Linked DNA regions of Triticum aestivum: region 2 is linked to region 1. Evidence: chromatin contacts called from public Hi-C data. All regions are on one chromosome and are shown on one strand. The core of a region is the stretch at or near the end of the contact, and the rest is flanking DNA. Distances in the headings are between cores, read along the strand shown. Region 1 has its middle 55 kb from the start of LOC123069297. Region 2 holds the start of LOC123069297 (G-type lectin S-receptor-like serine/threonine-protein kinase At2g19130).

Region 1 (4,401 bases), core at 1,223-3,722:
GCAACGATGGGAAGAGGAGACGTCTCGCACATCTGCTCTTTTTCCCGATGGGCCGTGCTTGCCCCGCACGTGAGAGTCTCTCAACCTCCACACGAGGGATGATTACAGGCCTCGTAGGCCCAATTTAATCCCAGAAGGCGAAAAAAGCCACCAGAGCAGCGGCCCAAAACGGGTTAGCGCTCGTTAGGATCGAACGAAACGACTCGCGATGCGATCAAGAGACAATCGGATGGCAGAAAATGATCACAAGTGACAATCCAAAGGCTACGAATGCTAATAGACTGAGAGGGCAGGAAAAGTGCTCAGTTATAATATATTTAAATGCATGTGCAATTTAGGCCTCCCGTATACGGTATCAAACGTGTTTTTCTTGCACCCAGGAATGGGGCACTACGCATGGCAGTGGTCTATCATGGCGTCGCGGGGTGACCCGGGTGACTTCCTAGCCCATCTCACCTTCTGTCATCTAGTGGGGCCCATGCATGTGGCTGATTTTTTACTTGCGGAAATTCTTGTTTTTGCTTCAAGTTCAAAAGTTGAGAAGTGTTAGAATTATTTTTGAAGTTCAAACTCAGACTTTTCAAATGTTTTGAAATTTTCAAGAGCTCAATATTTTGAAAGTTAAAATTTTGGGAAGTTTTCAAATCCCCAAAGCTATCAAACTCTGAAATTTGGGCTCAATTTTTTAAAATACATGTACTGAATTTTCTCAAAATAAATAAATCAAAAAAGTAAACTGAATAGTCAGGAGATTTTCCCTAAATGAAATACAACACGTGGTCGGAATTTGACTGCGCTCACAGTTTGGACATAGATTGCCTCATTTTTTTTATGCACAAATGTCATGTTATTTTTACTTCTTATCATCTTCTGGTTATCTCATCTCGTCTTATTTTTTTAACTTATATTAAGCAATTTTTTGATGGATGTGAGCATCATGTTGGCGCATACAAAGTGAAATGTCTGCTCGGGAAGAATTGACGATGATGCCACCAATGTGTAACATCGACAGTGTTTTCTGCGCAAAGGTTGATCAGCGGGTTGTAATGGTTTTTGTCCCTTTTTCTTAAATCAAATAGGCAACTCTTTTGTTCTTGATTAATGAAAGCTGTTTCTTTTGCCTTGTTTAAAAAAATGTTCTTTACAAAAGACAAAGTGACAAGCCATAAGAAAAAATAACAAAAATAAATAATCAGATTCAGAAGATGACTTGGGGTGCGTTAAATCGTTGACACAGTCTTCTTGAGAGAAAATGTTGGCACTGTGTCCTAACGTAGAAGAAAACACGTGGCGCAGTCAGAAATTCAGAAGATGACTTGGGGTGCGTTAAGTCTGTGCCGTGTGGCTATAAATATGGCTCGATTGCTGAAGACGGTGTGTTTTTGTCTGATACACTATCCGCATCCCACGTACACAATCTAATGTAGGACCATACATACAGTACCATCAATTGGCCGCTGCGAGCTACCACCGCTCTTAATCCGTAGAGTACTGTACAGAGTACACCTGGTATCTGTACGTACGCCTAGCTCTCCCTACTCAAACCTTATCATCTTGGCGAGAGAGACTTGTCTCAGAGCAACTCAAATCTAGGCATGCTTTCTAGAGGGGTTGGTCTCCTGCGTCTTTTTGGTAGGACTCGACATGGAATGGACCACTCAGCACAGCACACCATGATCCGTAGGCACACACGTACATCAAACCATCATTTTATTACTATTGGATCGGCTCTTTTGCTACCGGTGGTCATACAGTATTATTGTGCTACACGACCTCTTTGATTTGCCCGAGTGCCGCAGAAATTTTGCCAAATTTCTTTGATTTGCCGGAGTGTCGCAGTTTTTTTTGCTGAATTTCACGGAGCTCTCTGCTCTGTGGCCGCGTGCCCGAAAGGCGCGAGGCATGACGTTGCCGCGCATCCGATTTTGAAATCCCCACCATACAATCGCCGATCACATCAGGACGGGCCGCCAGCCCACCATCATCATCCCTCGCTTTTTGTTTCGGCTTGCCGGCCTAGGTTTCTTTCTTGTAGAATAATGCCTTCGCCGGTTTCGGTTCGAGTCCAGGCACTGCTTCTCTAATCTCCATCAGCATGGAGCCCTCGCCAACTTCTTCGTCATGACTCATGAGGCTACTCTTTTATTTAGTCTGCATGGCAATCATGCGAGTTCAACGACCCTGGCAGATGCACAATCTCACACGGGTGGTTAACCGCGCTGTTCTGCAACGCAAGTTGTTGACCAACCATTTCATTTCTGAAGGTCTGGCTTCAGAAGCTGAACCACCGAAAAAAAAAACAGAGGGTGGCGAAGCAGAGTAGCTACCCGTCCCATCATTTTAACGGCGAGGCTATGATGCACGCGCTGTAATTTTCAGTCGCATGATCATCACATCTACTCTGGTGTAATCCTTGTGTTGTACTAGGTAGTAGGGACCGGCGAAGGGATAGGACAATCGGGCCCCTCATGACACGGAAAAGGGGATCAGATGATGACGAACGGTGGATTGTCGCCGGGGTCACGTCCAGGCCAGGATGCGCGACAAGACAAGCGGGGTTTGGACCTGTCATTGCAAGCCCGTGAATGCGACGCCAGTAGCTTTGGACGCCAGCACGAGCTGCGCCTCAATAATTCATCGTACCCCGGCCAAAAGATTGCGCCAATCCGTCGTTGGAGAAGAAGAATACAAGGATAGTACGCACGCTCCGGGAGAGCGAGGGCCTTCTCCGCATCGGCCCGGTGCGTGTGAGCCGCGGAGGGGCGGCCACGCGCGGAACACGCGAGCGGAGGTCCGACGGGGACGGGAACACATTGCACACTAGAGCAACTCCAATGCACTACCCAAACGAATATGAAATTTGTCTATTTTTCGTCTGTTTAGGGTGGCATAGGGATACTTTTGTCCGCCTTTTGTTTTGGGTCGGCATGTTCTCCCGACATAGGCTTATCCAAGTCGAGCGGACATAGCATTTCTTTTGAAAAAACAAAAACAATTGAAGCTGCCGGGGCTTCACCGGCCGAGACAAAGGGCACCTCACGCCTAAGGGTGGACACGGTCCGGGCCGGTCCGGTCCCTGACCGAGCCGTCCTTTGGACCGGCCGTCGGCGGTCCGGACCGGACCGGACCGAGCAGCGTCGCGGTCCTGTTTCCAGGGACCGGACCGGCAGGGACGAAGCCCGAGCCGGACCGAGCGGCTCGTTTGGACCGGCCGGAGTTCACCTCAGAGCACGTGTCGGAGCATGGCGACGCGGGGAGGGCACTGGAGGCAGCAGAGCTCGTCACGGAGATGTCAGGAAGCTTTGGAAGATCGAGAGGGAGCTAGAGGAGCCAAAAAAATCACGAGCTCATCGGCGACGAACTTGGCACGACGGCCGATGAACGGAGATGAAAAAGACGGTGCCCGACGCGGCGATGTATGATCTCCCACGTCGTGTTCGTTGGTGCATACGATAGATCCGAGTGAGGCGCATCTAATGGACATAGTTTCCAGGGCCAGCGAGTCCATTGGCCGCGCAGATGACGGCCCCCCGCGGCGGCGGACATAAACGGCGACGGTTTCTTCAGCCCCCGCCATGCCTGCGCGGCCACGCCCTCGCCACGCCCTGGCCATGCCCCCGCCACGCCTCTGGCATGCCCTGGCCACGCCCCCGGCACGCCCCCGCCATGCTCCACCACGCTCTCGCCATGCCCCCGCCACGCTCCCGTCACGTTCTTCGGTCCGCTCGGTCGGCTCGGTTAAAGCCCGGACCGGACCGAAGATTTGTCGGGCCGGAATAGTGAGCTCGGACCGGCCGATTTTTCGAGCGGGCTAGGCCCGAGCCGGCCAGGACCGAGCGGGCCACGAGCCGGTCCGAAAGACCGCTCGTGTCGTCCACCCTGACTCACGCCTACGTCTGCGGGGACGAGCGCCGCCACAGTGGATCTCCCGCGCAGGTCCGTCCGCCTATCGTCTGGGTGGTGGTGGGGCCGGCGGCGGACGCGGCCGCCATGACCGAGGTGCTGCTCGGCCGCCGCTCACCTCCGCGCGGATCTAGCCCGCAGTCGAGCGTGCGACTAGGGTGGACGGCGGCAGCCGGGGGGGGGGGGGTGTGTGCGGCGGCGAGGAGCGGCCCGGCGGCGTCGGGCAGCGGCTAGGCGCAGGCATAGTTCAAGAGAGATGGTGGGCTAGCAAATAAATTAAGAGAGAGAGGTGGGTGGGTGACAGAAGGGCGAGGCCCGGACATAGGCGGATGAAGCGGGCGCAGAGAACGTTCGCATTGTGTCCTCCATCGACCCAAATGTGACCCAAATATGGGCCCGAAATAGGTTCGAGCGGACACAAAGCGGACACAAAATAGGAATGAGTCTCTGCGTTGCGCCAACGTTTTTGTTCGTTTTGATTCAAACGGACACGACGGA
Region 2 (4,401 bases), core at 726-3,225, 54 kb after region 1:
AGAAAGCACTGATTTTGCAGCTGGAGGGATAGCTCCACAGAGGTTGCCAACCAGTAATCGTCGCATTATTTACCCACCTCAGCAGACTGACTTGCCCCATATGCAGCCTCATGAATTGGATATCATTTGGGTTCTCTGGATAATTTAGCCGGACCAAACTGCCTTCTTCGTATGTTACCATCCCGTCCGGAAAGGTACCAAGATGGTCATGCCCATCAATGGACATGACAAATCCCATCTTCCTACTCTGGTCAATCACGAGGGTGCAATGGTAAGGAGGCTTGGATAAAGTAAGCGAGATGTGTGCTCCGGTGGCCACGTCCAATCCTAGCCATGCTCCAGGTAGCAGAGCATCAGCTGGATGATCAAAGCTCTGCCATACGACCTTAGAGTGGTTGATCTGATCTCTCACAACAAAATTCCCGGTGTTAAGGAGAACCGCCACAGATCTGGTTGATCCATTTGTTGCTGAACCCGAGGTCCAGAGAACAGAACCAAGCTCCTCAATATATAATTCACCTGCGGCAAGGTACAACGTTGTGCTGAGGAAGCTGGTGATAGGGATTCTGTTCCCCAGCCAGAACATAGCTCGTGGCTGCCTATCAGGTTCTTGTACTGTATGCCCAAGTAGTGCTTCATGGCACCTGGGGATGGGGAGAAGAACCCCAACTCAAATACACCATTTTCGGAGACCAAGATTTCGCTGCCCGAGATAGATTGGCCAGGAAGAAGGGTATCCGTTGGAACTGCAGCTTGACTTGCATCAAATACTAGGAACATGTAGGGGATCAGTGCAGCAAATAGGAGAGAGATAGAAGACTTGCAGTTCATTTTCTTCACGTGTAAGCACAATCTATCTGTGAAGCCAGAAGAAGACAAAAGCAAAGAAATGATCAATATATACAGGGTTATGATGGAAAACTGAAACAAGGGCAGATATTATAATACACACCTCAAGCAAAGAAGCTTCACGTTGCTCTCATCTCCATGCTATACTCGCTGTTCCTGCAGTTCTCCAGTAGTGGTGGTTGGTTTTGTTTAGACACGCGAGAGCAACCTGTTAGTTGATTAGGACAGTTATCTGTCTAGGCAGACAAGTCCAAGCAGGGTCAAGCAACCTATTTTGACTAATCAATGATGACAAATGGTAACGATGTGCTTTCACTAATGGTTTTTGCCAAACATTCCACTCAACAAGGCTTTCAGATATGTGCCTTGCTCCAGACCCCCAGTCTGCTCCATAGATGGTCCACTCATCAAGTGCTCTTTTTTCTTTTTCCATTCTTTTTTGTTTTCCTACATAAGTTATGTAGTTGATGGGCAGAAATTCAGAGCCTCAGAGAGAAGTAGGCATTGTTTCCTCAGGGCATAAACATGGTATTGTTCATTCGATCGCCATCTCTGTCCTGGTCGAACACAATCTTCTTTCGTGCAAGGACAAGACCAGTGACAAAGTTAGAATTAATTTAGAGACCCGTAATATTGCATGAAAAAGCAAGCATCCCTGCGAATGTGATGATCTAGTAGATATACTAGCAACATTATACGACCTGTACAAAGGAGTACTTCAGCTATAGACCAGCATCACTAACACTGACAAACTGAATACGTTTCTTACTGTAAATTGACAAACTCATTATGAAGAGTTACAGTTGCACTTAAGTTTCAGAAACAGAACCAAATTGCAATTGCAAACAAATTGGATTGTTCCAAAATTGATTTTATAATGCTTTTTTTCAGACTGCGCAGCCTAACATAGGAATCCAGAACGGTTTACATTGTTTTTTTTCTCCACCACATTTTATGACTGCACTGTTAGGAATATGCAACTTGTATTCCCATGAGGCCATAGGCCGATATATATATACATGTACAGGTGTGGAACATATGCAGGAAACCCCTCATACAACGAGATAAATATAAAGGGGTACATGACTTATATTATAACTCTAACACCCCCCCTCAAACTCATGGTGGATGAACAACACTGAGTTTGGAGAGATAAAAGCCATGTTGTGCTCTAGTCTGAGCCTTTGTCAGGAAATCCGCCAACTGTAACTCGGAAGGCACATACTGAAGAGCAATAACCTCATCCTGCACAGCAGCGCGCACATAGAAAGCATCAACACCAATATGCTTGGTGAGCTCATGCTTCACAGGATCGCGTGCAATGCTGATAGCACCTGTACTGTCAGATAGAAGCAGAGTCGGTGTAGTGACAGAAACACCAAAATCCTGAAGTAACCACCGTAACCAAGTCACCTCTGCCGTCAAAAGAGCCATTGCTCGCAACTCAGCCTCGGCACTCGAACGGGAAACTGCAAGCTGTTTCTTCGTCTTCCAGGCAATGAGAGAACCACCAAGAAAAACACAGTAAGCAGAAAGTGAACGGCGATCGGAAGGATCACTAGCCCACGTAGCATCCGAATAGGCCTGGAGCTGTAAAGAACTGGAGCGAGGAAAGAATAGACGGTGAGAGATCGTGCCTCGAAGATATCGAAGAACACGAAGGAGATGACTATAGTGAACCGAGGTGGGGGCAGAGACAAACTGACTCAGAATATGAACCGGATAAGAGATGTCCGGACGAGTGACAGCTAGATAGACAAGACTGCCAACAAGATGACGATAACGCGTCGGATCAGGGAGAGGATCACCATCAGTAACACGGAGGTGAACATTAAGCTCCATAGGAGTCTCAACAACGCGCTCGTCAGTAAGAGCAGCACGAGCAAGAAGATCCTGGATATACTTTTCCTGGGATATAAAAAAGCCATCAGAGGTAGAAGAGACTTCAATCCCAAGAAAGTAGCGAAGAGGTCCAAGATCAGACATAAGAAACCGCTCACTAAGACGGGCCTTTACAAAGGCAATATACTCGGGATCATCCCCCGTGATGATCATGTCATCAACATAAAGAAGAAGAAGAGTCCGACCACGAGGAGAAAGGTGAATAAACAATGCGGGATCATGAGCACTTGCTAAAAAACCAGCAGCAGTGATCACAGAGGCAAAGCGCTCAAACCAGGCGCGGGGGGCTTGCTTAAGACCATAGAGAGAGCGACGAAGACGACATACCATGCCATCAGGAACAGAATACCCAGGTGGTGGCTGCATGTACACCTCCTCACGCAGCTCACCATTAAGAAAGGCATTCTTAACATCAAGCTGAGATATAGACCAGTGGCGTGCAGAGGCAACGGCAAGAAGGGTACGAACAGTGGTCATATGAGCCACAGGAGCAAAAGTCTCGTCATAATCACGACCATGCTCCTGCTGAAAACCACGAGCCACAAGACGAGCTTTGTGACGCTCAAAAGAACCATCGGAGCGAGTCTTAACCTTGTAGACCCACTTACAAGTGATCGGACGGACTCCGGGAGGAAGAGAAACAAGATCCCAAGTACCAGTGCGTTCAAGAGCAGCAATCTCCTCTGCCATCGCAAACTGCCATTCAGGATGAACAACAGCCTGACGGTAAGAAGTCGGCTCAAGAACAGCAGCACCAGCAGTGGGAAATCCAAAGCGATCAACAGGCGGACGAGGACGAGAACGCAAACCATAAGTTGGCTGAGAGAAAGATGACGACCCATCCACAGAGGCATCAACTGGTCGTGGACGACGAGTGTAATGTTGAGGAAGAGATGGAATAATAGAAGGAGGAATCGGCAAGGTAGAATCAGGGGGTGACGACGAAGAAGTCACCGGAGATGAAGGTGTAGAATCCGGTGACAAACTGGGAGAGGAAGTCACCGGAGATGAAGGTGGAGAACCCGGTGACAAGCTAGACGAGGAGACCGGGGAGGAAGGTGACTGCAAGTCAACGAGATGTGGAGAAGGAGAGGAAGTGGAACGGAGAGGTACAGTGTCGGCGAGGGTGATAGGTGAGTCAGGAAAAGTGAGGAAAGAGATATCCTGCACTGAAAAAGTCGAGGAAGATGGGCGTGGGTAGAAAGGACGAGACTCGTCAAAAGTCACATCTCGAGAGATACGCATCCGACGACCAATAGGATCCCAACAACGATAGCCCTTATGCTCATCACTGTAGCCTAAGAAAACGCACTCAACAGACTGAGCAGTCAGTTTGGTGCGTTCGCGAGGGGCAAGAAGAACATAGCAAACACAACCAAACAAGCGAAGCATCGAATAATCGGGAGAACGATCAAAAAGTCGCTCGAAAGGAACACCACCCTGTAGAGCAGCGGAAGGCTGTATATTGATAAGATAGGTGGATGTGGAGACGGCCTCAGCCCAAAAATGAGGTGGGAGAGAGGCAGCAATCATCAATGCACGAGCCGTCTCAAGAAGATGTCGATGCTTTCGCTCAGCCACACCATTCTGAGCATGAGCACCAGGACAAGAGAATTGAGAGAGAGTCCCGTGCTCAGCAAGAACACCACG

What was found. A called contact is a pair of places that touch in the nucleus more often than the background predicts.
Region 2: a contact with region 1 is called in a Hi-C map of leaf, with 4 times the contacts expected there. The contact joins the promoter of LOC123069297 here to the enhancer-like site in region 1. A contact is called at or near these places in 2 of 5 Hi-C or Micro-C datasets (both in leaf).

Annotation. Positions count from the first base shown.
Region 1 is chr3B:188,722,564-188,726,964 of IWGSC CS RefSeq v2.1, forward strand. No RefSeq gene overlaps it. Among protein-coding and RNA genes, the nearest start is that of LOC123069297, 55 kb to the right of the region's middle. Within about 2 kb of position 2,473, at least 5 of the 8 cell types and tissues checked have an H3K27ac peak or open chromatin away from gene starts, as enhancers often do. A contact at or near this core is called in leaf, where this site is marked.
Region 2 is chr3B:188,777,398-188,781,798 of IWGSC CS RefSeq v2.1, forward strand. LOC123069297 (G-type lectin S-receptor-like serine/threonine-protein kinase At2g19130) reads right to left here and starts at 1,976. Exons shown (of 2, transcript XM_044492114.1): 1 at 953-1,976; 2 at 1-857. The coding sequence starts at 586.